5 separate regions of the Mus musculus genome follow, and all the other regions are linked to region 1. The links are chromatin contacts, called in public ChIA-PET, HiChIP or PLAC-seq and promoter capture Hi-C maps. All regions are on one chromosome and are shown on one strand. The core of a region is the stretch at or near the end of the contact, and the rest is flanking DNA. Distances in the headings are between cores, read along the strand shown.

The links. ChIA-PET counts read pairs in DNA pulled down with a chosen protein or histone mark. HiChIP or PLAC-seq counts read pairs in DNA pulled down with a chosen protein or histone mark. Capture Hi-C pulls out chosen DNA fragments and counts their contacts.
Region 2: a contact with region 1 is called in an RNA polymerase II ChIA-PET map of memory CD8 T cells, with 17 read pairs. The contact joins the enhancer-like site here to the promoter of Fuca2 in region 1. A contact is called at or near these places in 3 of 115 datasets of contacts at active chromatin or transcription factors (large pre-B cells, memory CD8 T cells and microglia).
Region 3: a promoter capture Hi-C map of adipose tissue shows a contact between it and region 1, with 2.2 times the contacts expected there. The contact joins the promoter of B230208H11Rik here to the promoter of Fuca2 in region 1. A contact is called at or near these places in 5 of 39 promoter capture datasets (hematopoietic stem and progenitor cells, hippocampal neurons, liver and 1 more), 1 of 115 datasets of contacts at active chromatin or transcription factors (bone marrow-derived macrophages) and 1 of 9 other capture datasets (adipose tissue).
Region 4: a contact with region 1 is called in an H3K27ac HiChIP or PLAC-seq map of T-cell acute lymphoblastic leukemia, with 3 times the contacts expected there. The contact joins the enhancer-like site here to the promoter of Fuca2 in region 1. A contact is called at or near these places in 8 of 39 promoter capture datasets (the 3T3-L1 cell line, the C10 cell line, frontonasal cranial neural crest and 4 more), 2 of 15 datasets of contacts at CTCF or cohesin (the NIH/3T3 cell line and pro-B cells), 1 of 484 Hi-C or Micro-C datasets (bone marrow-derived macrophages), 7 of 115 datasets of contacts at active chromatin or transcription factors (T-cell acute lymphoblastic leukemia, astrocytes, bone marrow-derived macrophages and 3 more) and 2 of 9 other capture datasets (adipose tissue and liver).
Region 5: a contact with region 1 is called in an RNA polymerase II ChIA-PET map of memory CD8 T cells, with 5 times the contacts expected there. The contact joins the enhancer-like site here to the promoter of Fuca2 in region 1. A contact is called at or near these places in 5 of 39 promoter capture datasets (the 3T3-L1 cell line, cranial neural crest, hippocampal neurons and 2 more), 2 of 115 datasets of contacts at active chromatin or transcription factors (large pre-B cells and memory CD8 T cells) and 2 of 9 other capture datasets (adipose tissue and liver).

Annotation. Positions count from the first base shown.
Region 1 is chr10:13,499,564-13,502,448 of GRCm38.p6, forward strand. Fuca2 (fucosidase, alpha-L- 2, plasma) reads left to right here and starts at 1,465. Exons shown (of 7, transcript NM_025799.5): 1 at 1,465-1,810. The coding sequence starts at 1,605.
Region 2 is chr10:14,043,770-14,046,469 of GRCm38.p6, forward strand. The region is part of intron 1 of Hivep2 (human immunodeficiency virus type I enhancer binding protein 2); the gene reads left to right. Among named protein-coding and RNA genes, the nearest start is that of Hivep2, 79 kb to the left of the region's middle. Within about 2 kb of position 1,447, at least 130 of the 459 cell types and tissues checked have an H3K27ac peak or open chromatin away from gene starts, as enhancers often do. A contact at or near this core is called in memory CD8 T cells and microglia, where this site is marked.
Region 3 is chr10:12,921,727-12,924,426 of GRCm38.p6, forward strand. It overlaps B230208H11Rik (RIKEN cDNA B230208H11 gene), which reads right to left and starts at 1,401. Exons shown (of 3, transcript NR_038028.1): 1 at 848-1,401. It overlaps n-TLtaa3 (a tRNA gene), which reads right to left and starts at 927; the gene lies at 845-927.
Region 4 is chr10:14,206,478-14,209,177 of GRCm38.p6, forward strand. No RefSeq gene overlaps it. Among named protein-coding and RNA genes, the nearest start is that of Gm51759, 81 kb to the left of the region's middle. Within about 2 kb of position 1,369, at least 130 of the 459 cell types and tissues checked have an H3K27ac peak or open chromatin away from gene starts, as enhancers often do. A contact at or near this core is called in T-cell acute lymphoblastic leukemia, adipose tissue, bone marrow-derived macrophages and 2 more, where this site is marked.
Region 5 is chr10:14,328,604-14,331,303 of GRCm38.p6, forward strand. No RefSeq gene overlaps it. Among named protein-coding and RNA genes, the nearest start is that of Gm40603, 7.5 kb to the left of the region's middle. Within about 2 kb of position 1,253, at least 18 of the 459 cell types and tissues checked have an H3K27ac peak or open chromatin away from gene starts, as enhancers often do. A contact at or near this core is called in memory CD8 T cells, where this site is marked.

The DNA of each region.
Region 1 (2,885 bases), core at 215-2,714:
ACTGACAACTCCAGAAAACACATTGTAAGTGTTGCTCTGTGCCAGGCTCTGCTGCCCTGAAAAGCATGGCACCCAGGAAGAGATTGTAAGTGTTCTTAAGGAACTCACAGTCTAAGGCGATTGGGATCTCTAGCCAGCCAACTCTGAAACCACCTGTGGACTCCTGTGTTAGTGGTTAGGATACGGTGTCCTATGGAGGCACTTGGGAGGAAGTGGGATGTTATTGGGGGAGGGGTGGTTATGGCACAGAGCATCCTGGAGGAGGTGGCATTTGAAATGTACCACAAAAGGATAAGGGTTTTGCCAAAGCGGAAGCAGTAGAGATTCCGGCTTTAGGCCAATGGCATTTAAATAACTTTAGGATACAGTTCCTGAAGATGTAACTTTGATGATTATTCTAAGTGACTGGCTCCTTTTCTTTAAGTCTACCTGAAGGTTCCTCTCTCTCTGTCTCTCTGTCTCTCTCTGTCTCTCTGTCTCTCTCTGTCTCTCTGTCTCTGTCTCCGTCTCTCTCTCTCTCTCTCTCTCTCTCTCTCTCTCTCTCTCTCTCACACACACACACACACAGCTCTAGGACATTTATTACTGAACTACGGCTCCCAGATCGTACTTTCATTCCCTCCCTCCTTTCCTCCCTCCAACCCTCCTTCCTCTCCTTTTTTTCCTTCCTGATTTTTGAGACAGCGTCTCATGTAGCTCTCTATGTAGTCGAAGATGACCTTGAACTCTGATTCTCCTGTTTCTGTTTCCACACTGCTGTGTTGACCACTACTCTGGTTTTATTGCATTCTAGGCAAGCACTCAGCCACCCCAGCAGGTTCCCAAACCCTCCTTCTATACAAACTTCTTAAACATTCATTCAACTAAGATTGCCTTATTTCCTAACGCAGTTTCTCAGAAAAGTTTGTTCCACCAACAACCAAAGTCAGAAATAACAAGAGCCTGAGTAGAAATGTAAAATCTTGGACCCGAACCCAGATTGGCTGAACCCAAACTTTGGGATTTCATCGGCTACAAATTCGAGGATGGCAGAGGCAGACCCAAAGGCTGAGAGCCATGGGAGCTTCCTCAAAAGCCCTGAGCAGCCCACGAAGTTCCTGTCTCAGGCTCCAGTCCCACGGTAGGGCAGACAGCTCTGACACATAAAGCCACCAGGGCCTGGTGGTCGAGGTGACCTCTTGAGAGTTTTCTGTTAGGAGTCCTTGGGGAGGGAGGTCGTGGGTCAAAGACCATCCTTTAGGTTTTTGTCTCACAGCAGACAAACCGGGCGTCTTGGCTAAGTAGATCAGATCTGACTGGGAAACAGAGCCAAGGGCTGTTAAAAATGAGGAGGGTGGGCAAAAACTGACTTCCTTGGTTGTGCACCTGAGTAATGCAACCTTCTTGGGGTCCTTAAGTAACCAGAGCTCATTAAAACTCCTGGCCACTCCCTACTCCAGATCACAGTAGTCATCTGACCAAACCGGTCTGGGTCAGGTGACAGGAGCAGGGTACACTTAGCAGAAGCCGGAAGGCCAGCGCTAGGCAGCTTCTGCGGCTGACAGAGAAGGTTCCCGGCTTCCCTGGTGACTGGCGGTTCCCCCGAGGATCCCAGGCTGGCGCGCATGCGCCTGGGGTTCCTGATGCTTCTGCCGCTGCTGCTGCTGCCGCTCCTGAGGCCTTGGGGGGTCACGAGAGCCCTTAGCTATGACCCCACTTGGGAATCTCTGGACAGACGCCCGCTGCCAGCCTGGTTCGACCAGGCCAAGTTCGGCATCTTTATCCACTGGGGAGTGTTCTCCGTGCCCAGCTTTGGTAGTGAATGGTTCTGGTAAGTGCATACCTTTGCCCAAAGGGCTCGGGCACGGACGCGGGCGCGCGCGCGCGCGGGCGCACACACACACACACACACACACACACACACACACTCACACTGGGCTTTATGTCACCCCAGACAGTGGCAGTCTCTGTCTCTCTCTGTCTCTGTCTGTCTCTGTCTCTGTCTGTCTCTGTCTCTGTCTGTCTCTCTCTCTCTGTCTCTCTCTCTCTGTCTCTCTGTCTCTCTCTCTCTCTCTCTCTCTCTCTCTCTCTCTCACACACACACACACACACACACACACACACACACAAACTCACACCGGAGTTCTTAGGCACTCTGCAGGTGGGCCTCCCTATAGCAGTGGCAATGCCTGCGTGATTGAGGGAGTACCAGTCCCAGAATTTGAAGAATTTTCAAAAGGGCTGGTGAAATTTCTCACTGGTTAAGGGCCCATACTGCTTGTGATTTGTATATGCTCGGCCCAGGGAGTGGCACTATTAGAAAGTGTGGCCGTGTTAGAATAGGTGTGTCACTGTGGGTGTGGGATTTAAGACCCTCATCCTAGCTACCTGGAAGCCAGTATTCTGCTAGCAGCCTTCAGATGAAGATGTAGAGCTCTCAGCTCCTCCTGTACCATGCAATGCTTTCTACCTTGATGATAATGAACAGAACCTCTGAACCTGTAAGCCAGCCCCAATTAAATGTTGTCCTTATAAGAGCTGCCCTGGTCATGATGTCTGTTCACAGCAGTAAGACTCTTAACTAAGACACTGCTCTTGTAGAGGACCTTAGTCTGACTCCTCACACCCGCCCTGGGAGGCTCACAACCATCTGGTCATTCTGGTTCCGGGGGGGGGGGTTCGTGCTCCCAAAGCCCCCCCCTCACATGCACACGCCTACACACACGCACACATGTAATTAAAAAGAAAATCAGAAAATTTACAATAAATGCTTCCTGGTTCAGCTATGACGTGAAGATCCTTGAATGCTAAAGCATCAAAAACCCAAAGCAGAGCAAAGGGGCAATAATAGAGATATATTACCCCACAGTATCTTCATAGTCACATGACGGTAGACAGGCAACACA
Region 2 (2,700 bases), core at 197-2,696, 540 kb after region 1:
AATTGTGCTTGACGTCTTTTGCAGGCTCTGAAGATTCAAACTGGGACCTCCACTTTTCCTCACTCCTTCAAAACGAAGATTTTAATTTCCCCTGGAGTCCCCTGTCTTCATTGACTTTTAAAGAAAACATTTTAAAAGTTTTAAAGAAAAACAGCTTCAAAGTCGCAATATTAGATCAAGGAGCTATAGGCAGAAATCTGTTCCTAATTGTGACTTTTTTCTTCCAGATTTAAAAAAAAAATAGATTGTGTACTTGACTAACTCCAAAGTTGTCAGTCAAAAGTGACTTTCCTGTCACAGATCATCCGGTGTTTGCTGAGCGGCTATTGCCGCATGCAACCTCTCAGAGCTCTTGGTCTGTGAGAAAGGCAGATGCAAAGGAACGCAGGATGAGGGATTCCAGAGACGTGGTGACCAGAATGTAGGCAGAGGAGGGGAGACACAGGTCATCGGAAGTCGGAGTGGGAGGCTGGAGGCCGGGCTGAGTGCTCAGGAAGTACTCACCCATTGCTTGCTGTTACCTAGGCTCAGCCTGGGGGGCTGCTGGCTTCAGTGATGCACACATTCTGTTGCACCCCTCCCCCACTCCCCCAGGAGGCAGACACAGATCATCCTTCTCATTCACGTGTGTGTGTGTGTGTGTGTGTGTGTGTGTGTGTGTGTGTGTGTATGTGTGTATGTGTGTGTGTGTGTGAGAGAGAGAGAGAGACAGACAGACAGACAGACAGACAGACAGGGATGCACAAATGCAGCTATGTGCTTCCGTGCACACACACGCCCCCTGTAAGTTTGTGGAGGGTCTGGGAGGAATTGACTTTAGAACAGGGTCTTGACTGAGGTGGTGGGGGTCAAGCAGAGCAGCCATGCTGTTTTGTACCTTAAACATGTCCTTAAACGTCCCTGGAAAAAGAAAGCAGCCTTTTCCAGTGAGGGAGAAGGACGCCTCTCCATGGTTATAAGTAGATGCTAGGTTGGCATTTCATACTTGCTTTTTTTTTTTAAAAATAGATTCGTAACTATTTTTTTAACCAGACTCTTAACTGTGGGATTTGCTTAGCAAACCTGAGTTGCAATTCCACTTGTAAGTGGTCTTCTCCCCCAAACTGCCATTTCTGGTGTCAGCTACAAGGACCTAGCACAGAGCTTGCAGCACCTCCCTAGCTCAGGCCCAGCTCCAAGGTCAGCTTTCTGAGTTGAGGCTGCGGGGAAGTTCATGCCGAATCCCCAAGTCCTGTCTCAGCCAAGGTGAGGCCTTGGCTAGGAATGGACAAACCCCACCTGACACACACAGACACACACACACACACACACACACACACACACACTACCCATGGTTAGGTGTTTACAGCATCTAATCTTCAGCAATTAAAGAGAAGAAGTGTGGGTGGGGTAAAAAATAGCAATACCCACATTGTGAAGTCTTTGAGAAAAACAGGAAACTAGTCTTTTTTAACCAGTGATGCCCAGAACTGGTTATTGCAAAGAGCTTGTTTTCCTAATGTGATGTGGTCAGCCCAGCTGTGGCAGAAGTTGAATTCTGCTCATTATGACGGGCGTCTGTGGATTCATTTAGCTGACAAACCTATAGACAGGCGAGCATAATTATCAGTGGTAACCTGGTCATTATGGCCGGATGGTGTTTGGGGAAACAATGTGCCCCAGTCCTGAAAGCCGGTGAGAACATATGAAATAAGAACATTTGACCGACCCAGAGTTATTTCCAGGAGTTGTAAACGAACCAGGCCTGTTTGTTGTAAAGGAGCTGATAGAGTTTCTGTCTTCATTATTTTATTTTATTTTATTTTAATTTTTAAGTTGACAGGCAGCACTGGGTGTTAGTATATATCATTTTGTGACTTGCTCATCAGCCCAAGCTTCATGTACAATGTTTTAAACTTCTCGTTGTTGGCACCCAGTGTCTGGTTTCAGTTAAATCAGTTGAGAATTAAAAGTGGGGTCAGAAATGACTTTCATCCTCCTCAAGGTCACATGGATTCCCTTGCCTTGGTGGGCAGTGCAGAAAGGAACGACCTTGGGGAACACGATTTAGGCAATTGTCAGCTAGACTTTTGGCCTTGAGGAAAGTGTAGGCTGCTTCAGAACCAAAGCAAAAGGAGAAATCCCCATGGTCTCCACTGCAGTCTTTCACTGGGTTAGTGTCAGACAGGCGGAGGAGGCTTCCCCTCTACTTCCTGCTGTGGGTTCTGGGTCACTGGGGAGCCCATCTCCACCAGCCCTCTCTGCAGACTGTTTCTCAGTGGCGGTGTCATCTCAGGGATGAAGGGGGGCTAGACTTTTTCAACTGCTTATTGTTTTGTTTTGGGTTTTTTTTTTTTTTTTTTTTTTTTTTTGGTTGCCAAGCCAAGCTTTGGGTCTGTGTAGTGGAGGCTTTACGCTTGCCTGTTTGTATCAGACTTTACAGTTGTCTCTTTAATAAGTAAGCTACTCGCCCTTCTCTTTTGTGAAGCCTGTTTTCAGTGCATGATCCAGGCAGCATGCCTGGGATTAGCAGTGCCCCCTCTCCAGCTGACTGCCCAGGCAGTTCCAAAAAAGGCAATCGTCCCTGCTATTGATTTCTGTGGAGCATCAGTCATGTTGGAGTTATTTACCACGAGAGAGGAGTAAGCGTCTTGCATCTGTCTCTTAGGTTTAACACAAGGGCACTGTACAGCAAGCCTGTCTCCATTCTGATCTAAGGAG
Region 3 (2,700 bases), core at 151-2,650, 580 kb before region 1:
ACGTGAAAATAAATGATCAATGGTAATAACCAACGTTTCCGAGGTTTTATGATTGTAGAGAGGGGTTTATTTAATCAGTGTCTCAACTTATTCAAAAGGCTGGGGAGTTCCTTGAGCCACGCCTACAAAATGTGTTTAAGATCTTGGACTGCTTTGATAAAAAACACTTTTGGAGAGAATAGGGTGGCACACGCCTTTAATCCCAGCACTTGGGAGGTAGAGGCAGGAGGATTTCTGAGAGTTCGAGGCCAGCCTGGCCTACAAAGTGAGTTCCAGGACAGCCAGGGCTACACGGAGAAACCCTGTCTCGAGAAACCAAAAACCAAACCAAACCAAACCAAACCAAAACAAAAAAACCCAAAGAAAATAGGAGAAGATAAAAATCGAAAATATTTCAAATTCTGGGTCTTCATGGTCAAATGGTACATTTTTGAAAGACTGCATGTGAACACGTTAAACTTTGAGGGGGGGGGAAATGAAAAGAAAGGAAAGAAAGAAAACAAAGGGAAAGGAAGAAAAAAGAAGGGGGTGGGGAGCGGACAGAGGAAAGGCAAAAGCGGACTTGTTTTTTTTTTTTTTTTTTTTTTCTTTTTTCTTCTGTGCAAAAGTACTTTTGCAAAAAGTTAGCCAATACCAGACCTCTCCGGGGAGCCTCTTCCCGCCTGGCTCAGGTCGGTTCCTGGAGACACGGTCGCTTCACTGCGGGAAATTGGGCTGCCTTGTAGCAGCGCCCTATTAAGGATTAAAGAACATTTCTTTCAACTGAAATAAGACTTCTAAATTTCCAAAAGCTCTGGACCTAAAAACAACTGACAGACCGCGGCAAGGAACAAAACAGCAACTTTACCAGGAGTGGGGTTCGAACCCACGCAGACATATGTCCATTGGATCTTAAGTCCAACGCCTTAACCACTCGGCCATCCTGGTGCAGGCGTGCTCTCTTCTCTTTGCTGTTCCTACAAAGCTCACAATACCGTCCTCATTTTCCCCAGTTACTCGAGGATGCTTCTGCGCAGGCTGCGCGGCGCTTTCCCGACCCGGCTACAGAGACTCGGAGACTGCCGCCGGGGTTTCGCGCCGCCGCCGCCGCCGCCGCTCACTGTCGCCCCGAGATCTCGGCGGCAGCGAAGGAACTGCAGGAGCAGAGAGCGGGACAGAGCTCTGGGCCGGCGGGCGCCGGCTCTCCTTGCTCACTGTAGGTGCGCGGGCGCGACAAACAAACTCCACAGCTAACTTCTGGGCTCCGGAGCGGAGGTGGGAGGGGTCCCTCGGGCGGTGTAGGCACGGGTCCGCAGGGCAACCATCAGTGTGTTTCTTCTAAATCGAATAGGTTCCCGGGGCCCGGCACCTGTGCGCGCGCGGCTTTCCTTCCTCGCCAGTGTTACCACATGCCGGAAGGAGGTTCCGGAGAAAGAGGAGGTTCCGGAGAAAGCTGTGTGGTCAGGGCAGTGTGGCCCAATCCCCCACCCCCTCCCTGGTTGTGTAGACACTGTCCCCTTTGCTCTGCTTCAAATGCAGGGTCAAGACCTCCTGGATTCCTGCCACCCCTACAGCTCCCCTAGAGGGCAAACTCTTGTTTTAACTTGTCTCCTGTTTTAGCTCCCCTTTTGTTGTTGGGACAAAACACCCACAACAAAAAGCAATTTAGGGTACAGCGGTTTATTTGCATTACTTCGGCTGTTCCTCAAAACCTTGGCTCTACCCCAGGGTTCAGGCTAGGTGTTTCTGCAGCTGCAGGCAGGGAGCTGGTGGCTGAGCCTTGCTCTGGCTGTCCCACCTTGTCCCTCTCCCCTAACCCACCCCCATGTTTGGTTTATACAGGTCTGGTGGCTTCAGTCTTTGACTGTAAACCTAGGATGCACTGTTTCACAAAGTGCCCCACTGTTTCAGACCTCCCAGTGGCTCCCTCAAACATTTTCTCAGTTTCACTGTAATGATCCAACTGCTCTACCATCTCTCACAGCTCTGTGACCCCCAGGGAACACCCAGCTTTTGGTTCTCTTGAGTCCTGGTTAAGTCTGACCGGACTCCTTACGAAGGAACTCTACTCTAGCATCCAGACAGCTCCTGTCTATCTCCCAATGGCGGGAACTCCACTGACCTTTGCCTGACCATGTTCCTCAATAGTACCTTTAGGGCATCCAGGGTAAGCACTCAGAGAAGTACACCAGAGAGCCTAGGTCCTCAGGCCTTGTTCTCTGTGCGGACACTGTGCTAGAGTCTGGAGGCAGCCTGTGGAATGTAACATGGGGTCAGTAACATGGGGTGATTACCTCACCAGGTGATCAGAGAGAGGCCTGAAGCTGCACGCAATGGGTGTTAAATGCAAATGAGAACATGAGAACATGTGCACTCTATAACCCAAGCATTGCTCTAAGCTCCCTACACACAGTTTTGTCTAGCTTGATTTTTTTTTTTTTTTTTTTTTGAGATAGGGTCTCACTATGTAGCTCTGGCTGTCCTGGAACTCTCTATATAGACCAGGCTGTCCTTAAACTCACAGAGACCTGTCTGTCTCTGCCTCCTAAATGTCAGGGTTAAAGGCTTAGAGTGAGTACCACTCTTCAGGGGCTCGGTTAATTTTCTTAATAACTGTAATGTAGGCGTTCCTATCCTCATTTTGAATGAGGCCATAGAGATCTCTTGCAGACTTGCTCAACTAAAGGAAGCCCCCTGCCTGCACTGCTGCTGTTGCCCGGG
Region 4 (2,700 bases), core at 119-2,618, 710 kb after region 1:
ATACTGGCTGGTTTTATGCGTCAACTTGACACAGCTGGAGTTATCACAGAGAAAGGAGCTTCAGTTGGGGAAGTGCCTACATGAGATCCAACTGTGGGGTATTTTCTCAATTAGTGATCAAGGGGGAAAGGTCCCTTGTGGGTGGGACCATCTTTGGGCTGGTACTCTTGGTTCTATAAGAGAGCAGGCTGAGCAAGCCAGGGGAAGCAAGCCAGTAAAGAACATCCCTCCATGGCCTCTGCATCAGCTCCTGCTTCCTGACCTGCTTGAGTTCCAGTCCTGACTTCCTTTGGTGATGAACAGCAGTATGGAAGTGTAAGCTGAATAAACCCTTTCCTCCCCAACTTGCTTCTTGGTCATGATGTTTTGTCCAGGAATAGAAACCCTGACTAAGACACCCTCCTTTGGTCTCTCACTTTCACGAGGATCCTGTTATTTACTAAGCTGACCTAGGGAGCAGTAGGGACCTTCTCAACACTGTGTTTACAAGTGTGTGCTATACCCTGCTTTTTTTTCCCTGGATTCTGGGGATGCAACTCAGATCCTCACGCCTGAGGAGCAGGACTTTGCTGACCAAGCAATCTCCCCAGCCCCTCAATGAACTTTCCTTTCTGACTCTGTTTAAAGTGGATAAACAGTATGGTTAATGTTGAATCCACTTACCACCTTGCTTTAAGATTCCTTGCTCATGCACCTCATTATATATGCTTATATCCAAAAAGGCTTGATCTTGGCTGAATGTGGGCACACTTCCCAAAGCCTCCTGATGCTTTCGGGTAAGTGGGCTGTCAATCAGAAGCTCTGGCTGAGGATGCAAATGCCTGCCCTTTCCAGCTTCATGGCTCTTTGGGTGGTGTCCTTAGGAAGCGCTCTCAGCTGGATGAGAAGCGAGTTAGACTCTGTCATACTCCACCTCATAGAACCCACTCTCCAGCTCTGCTATTTTTGCTTCTCCTCTTACACTGCTGTTTGCTCTTTAAAATAAGTGTCTGCTCATTATTCCTTCAAGCCCCACTTGACAATATCCAAAGGGACCAATTCAGCTACCAAACATGCACTACAAACATAAACAAGCGAGAGGCCGAATGAATGTTTCATTTTTCAACCTATTTTGACATGTTGGAGATGCATATTGATCTTTCCTTGCTTTCTCCGATCTTCAGCAACTACCCGGATGGAAGGAAGACAAAGAAACAGTTTTTTTTTTTTTTTTCTTTTAGTCCTCAGACTAATTGCTCTCCCTCAGTTTTTGCTTCATTGTATCATACATCTGCGGCTTCTGGGACAGATTGCAAGCTCCCAGAAGGGAGGGGGAGTAGTTTGTTATGAAACAGGAAGTGAGAGTCGGAGTAGCATGTGTCAAGCAAGGCCTGTGGTTTCTATTTAAGTGACAGAATCAGCTCTGGAGATGAAGTAGAGAGAGGAGACAGTCTTTCCTAAGTGCAAAGTCACGGCTTTTCTGAATTATATGACTGATACATTTTTGTGGAACAACATTTTTTTTTAAATTACTTCCAAACTTCATTTGAAGCTCACATTGCCAAGAAAGCCAGACTACCCTTCCCTCATAACTCCATGACATCACCCAGTTAAATCACTTTTCAGGGAACATCTCTGTTTTGCTCCTGCTATTAAGTATTATCTAATGTTCTTCCCCGAATCCACTGGAAAATTAGACTCTTTTTGTTAAGGTTTAAGTTGTAATGTTATTACTGATGTGTAGCCATGGATGGCCTGTTTTGAGAAAAAAATTAATTTTAATTTTAGCAGTAGCGTGTTATGGCTTGTGTGTGTGTGTGTGTGTGTGTGTGTGTGTGTGTGTGTGCAAAGAAGACTTTTTTTTTCTGTCTGGCAGTGAGTCACAGTTTTAGTACTTTGAAAGGCTTGCCACAGGCTTCTTTCTCACGTGTGAGCATCACTTTGAAATAACAGTGAGCCGAGCCGGCTGATGCAATTTTGAAGTTAGCTCCTCTGCAGAGAGCACAGGGAGAAGAAACAGGGAAGGCATTTGGCTAGAGGTCTCGGACAAGGTGAGAGTCCGCTGCAGCCTCCCTGTCAACCTGGATGACACAAAGACAGTGTTTGTTCCTGATCCCAGTCAGGAGAGAGACCCTCAGCAGGGGCCATAGCAGACAGCCAACTTTTTCTATGTTACAGTGTTAAAAATATACTTTGATGTCATTCTTGGAGCTTTCAAATACAGAGGAATCGCTGAACATTTGTGCACTTCTCAAAGCAAGTTATGGATAAATTAATAACAATTTTCAGGTTAAAATATAGGACAAAGTGCTATATTTTATTTTCATCTAAACAGAGACTGAGTTCTTCTTGTCTGTTACTGAATACTTTACCCAGATGCAGGGAAGATGACTTCGGCTCATCAAAAATATATGACTCGTTGAATTATCAAAATGCAGTACTTATTGAGTCTCTACTATTTAATAAGTGCTCTCTTAAAATGATATACTGAAACACTATTTAAAATTCTCTACATTCATTTACTCACATGCTTGTCCCTTCACTGTGGAATAAACAACATTACTCCATGGACTTAGGAGATGGGCTAGAGAGATGGCTCAGTGGTTAAAGGCACTGACTGCTCTTCTAGAGGTCTTGAGTTCAATTCCCGGCAACCACATGGTGGCTCACAACCATCTGTAATGGGATCCGATATCCTCTTCTGGCATGCATGAAGGGAGC
Region 5 (2,700 bases), core at 3-2,502, 830 kb after region 1:
TCTAAAAGGTCTCTGAATCTTTTATTTAGACAATAGCAGGTTAAGGATAACTGCCGCTGTAACAATTTCTAGCATTAATTAATATATACAGACTATTAGTAATCATTTTACAGTTATTCTCTCTAGGATAATATTGAAAATCGGTTTCTCCTGGATCATTAAATCTGAGCTGACACTACATTGACTGCTTTATATACTGTGTATCTTATAGTATTTGGTTCTTTATGAGTTAGGGCAAATCATGCATCTGCTTGTCACAAGGATTTTCTTTTCAGTGGCTTCCCATAGAAACGAACAACTCTTGGTGGGTGGCTCTTGAACCACATGTGAGAGAAATGCAAAAACTACTGCTTCGAATACAACTTCCTGTCTCCTGAGGATATAACAGAGAGAGAGAGAGAGAGAGAGAGAGAGAGAGAGAGAGAGAGAGAGAGAGAGAGAGAGTGTAGTCCAGATGTCACTACCACCACCACCAGACACAACTATGCCTTCACTGTCACTTTCACTGAGCATATCTGTGAGCATGGTGTAGCAGCCATCTGAATACTCTACTGCTGGGACTTGCATGTTGTGATGAACTATCACCCAGGCTTGTGAGCCAAATAAAGCATTTCTTCCTTAACACTGCTTTGTCAGAATAAGTTGTCATAGCAACAGGAAAAGAAACTAAGACAGAAATCGGTTCCAAGAAGTAGGGCCATTGCTATTCTAAACTGGACTACAGGTCCAAAGGACAAAGAAGTTTTTTTGGGAACTGCTTTGTGGGAGGAATGTTTGTGGGAGGAGTTTGGAACTTGAGGCTAGAAGTTCTGAACCTTCTAAGAGTGTTTGAATGATGGAAGCAGAGATTAGTGGGCCATTTTACGTGAAGCTTTCCCGACAGTGATGTTGAGAAGTACAGGAACAGTGGAGCTCGAGCACAGCAGGTTTCAGAGGGTCAGAAGGACCGTGTTCGGAACTGGGAAAAGGACCATTCAGTGTGCTATTTGAGCAATAATCCAGATTCATTATTCCAGTGCACTGAGAATTTAAATGAAATTGGATGTAAGGTTCAAGGGCTAACTTGTTTAATAAGAGAAAGGTGTTGGGGAAAGTTGAAGTTTCAGACACGTGGAGTGCAGTCAACAAGGCATCTTACCTGTCAAAGCGATTGGTGCCATTAAAGAGAAACCTCCCATTCTGCACTAAGACAACAGGAAAGAAAGCCTAGCACACAGAGGCTGTTTCAGATCTAATCTAAGGCACACAGGCAGGCTACACCTTGAGTTGGCAGCAGAACGTGACGATGACATCTACATAGTACTGGTTTTGAAGGCAGAGCTATAATGTTGAGGTCTTCATGGATGGCAGATGTGAGCCAGTCAAGTACTGTGTAACAGGATTTGACTCTCTTCAGTGAGGTCCTGAAAAGACCGTCTGTGACGCTGTGAAAGTGAAGCCCAAACTTCAGTGGAGACCCCAGGATACTGGAGATGCCAGGACCTTATAGGACCTTAGAACATCCACTAAGGAGGGCTACAGGTATAGAGTGGAGCTGGCCTAAGCCTAAGAGAGCACCATGTGCTATGGATAGCAGAGTTGGAGGAGTGGGCTACACAGGTCTTTTGGAGACTGCTTGGCTATGTCATAAGCCTCAGATTCTAAACATGAAGCTGAAGGATTTGGTGTTTGCCCTGGTAGATTTTCGTTCTGTTTCATTTTATAGTTTCTTGTTATGCTTTGATTTTACAACAGTGCTTCTTGCTCTCTGCCATTATTTTCTAGAGACATGCAACTCAGTTTTCATTCTGCACAAGCTCACATATATATGTATATAGACATATATGTATATATGTATACATATGTATGTATGTATGTATGCATTAAGATGGTGATGAGCTTATGGGAACAAAGGTTGCAGGGTATGGGTTAAAAGTGATATGTTTGCATGGCAAGTTGACTGTGGTGAAGTTAGGCTGGTTGGCACTGACTGTAATTCCACATCGACAAGTCAAGCTTTTGGGCGTACTTATTAGGGAGACTCTTAGTTGATCTGGGAAGAACCAGCTTAATTATGAGCAGGGCCATTCACTGGGTTGGAGAGTCTGCACTATATAAAATGGAGAGGGTAGCTTGATTTCTAGCATTCATGCTGTTAATTCATTCCTTCTATTATTGATAGTAAGTGACTATGACCAGGTCTCTGAAGCTCCTTGCCACCATGTCTTCCTCGCCATTGTGGGCTATAAGTTGGAATTTCGAGCCACATTAACTCTATTTTTAGATGCTCTTTATCATATTTTATCATAGCAACCAAAAAATAAACGAAGACTGAAGGTTTGCATGTGGTCAGAGTCAGCAAGCTCAGAGATAATGCCAAGAGATAATGGATTCTAAGAGGTGACTGGCACCTTGCCCCAACTCCAACACATTGTGAAGTCAGGGACAGAATAGTCAAATCCATTACAAGCTTAATTGGAGCTTCGAGATTCTTTTTCAAATCACACAAACTGAGAAAATGACACTGTTTGGTGGCATTTGAAAAATGAATAAAGATGCCAGGAAATTAGCCACCTCCTGGTCTTCACCTACCTGCTATAGAAAGTAATGCTGTGGTCCACTCACAGTTCAGCATCTTGAGGTCCTAATTTATAGTGTTTGAATTATAAGTTTTTGGCTTTACAGAGATATGCAGTTTACATTTTTGATTTTCCACCATAC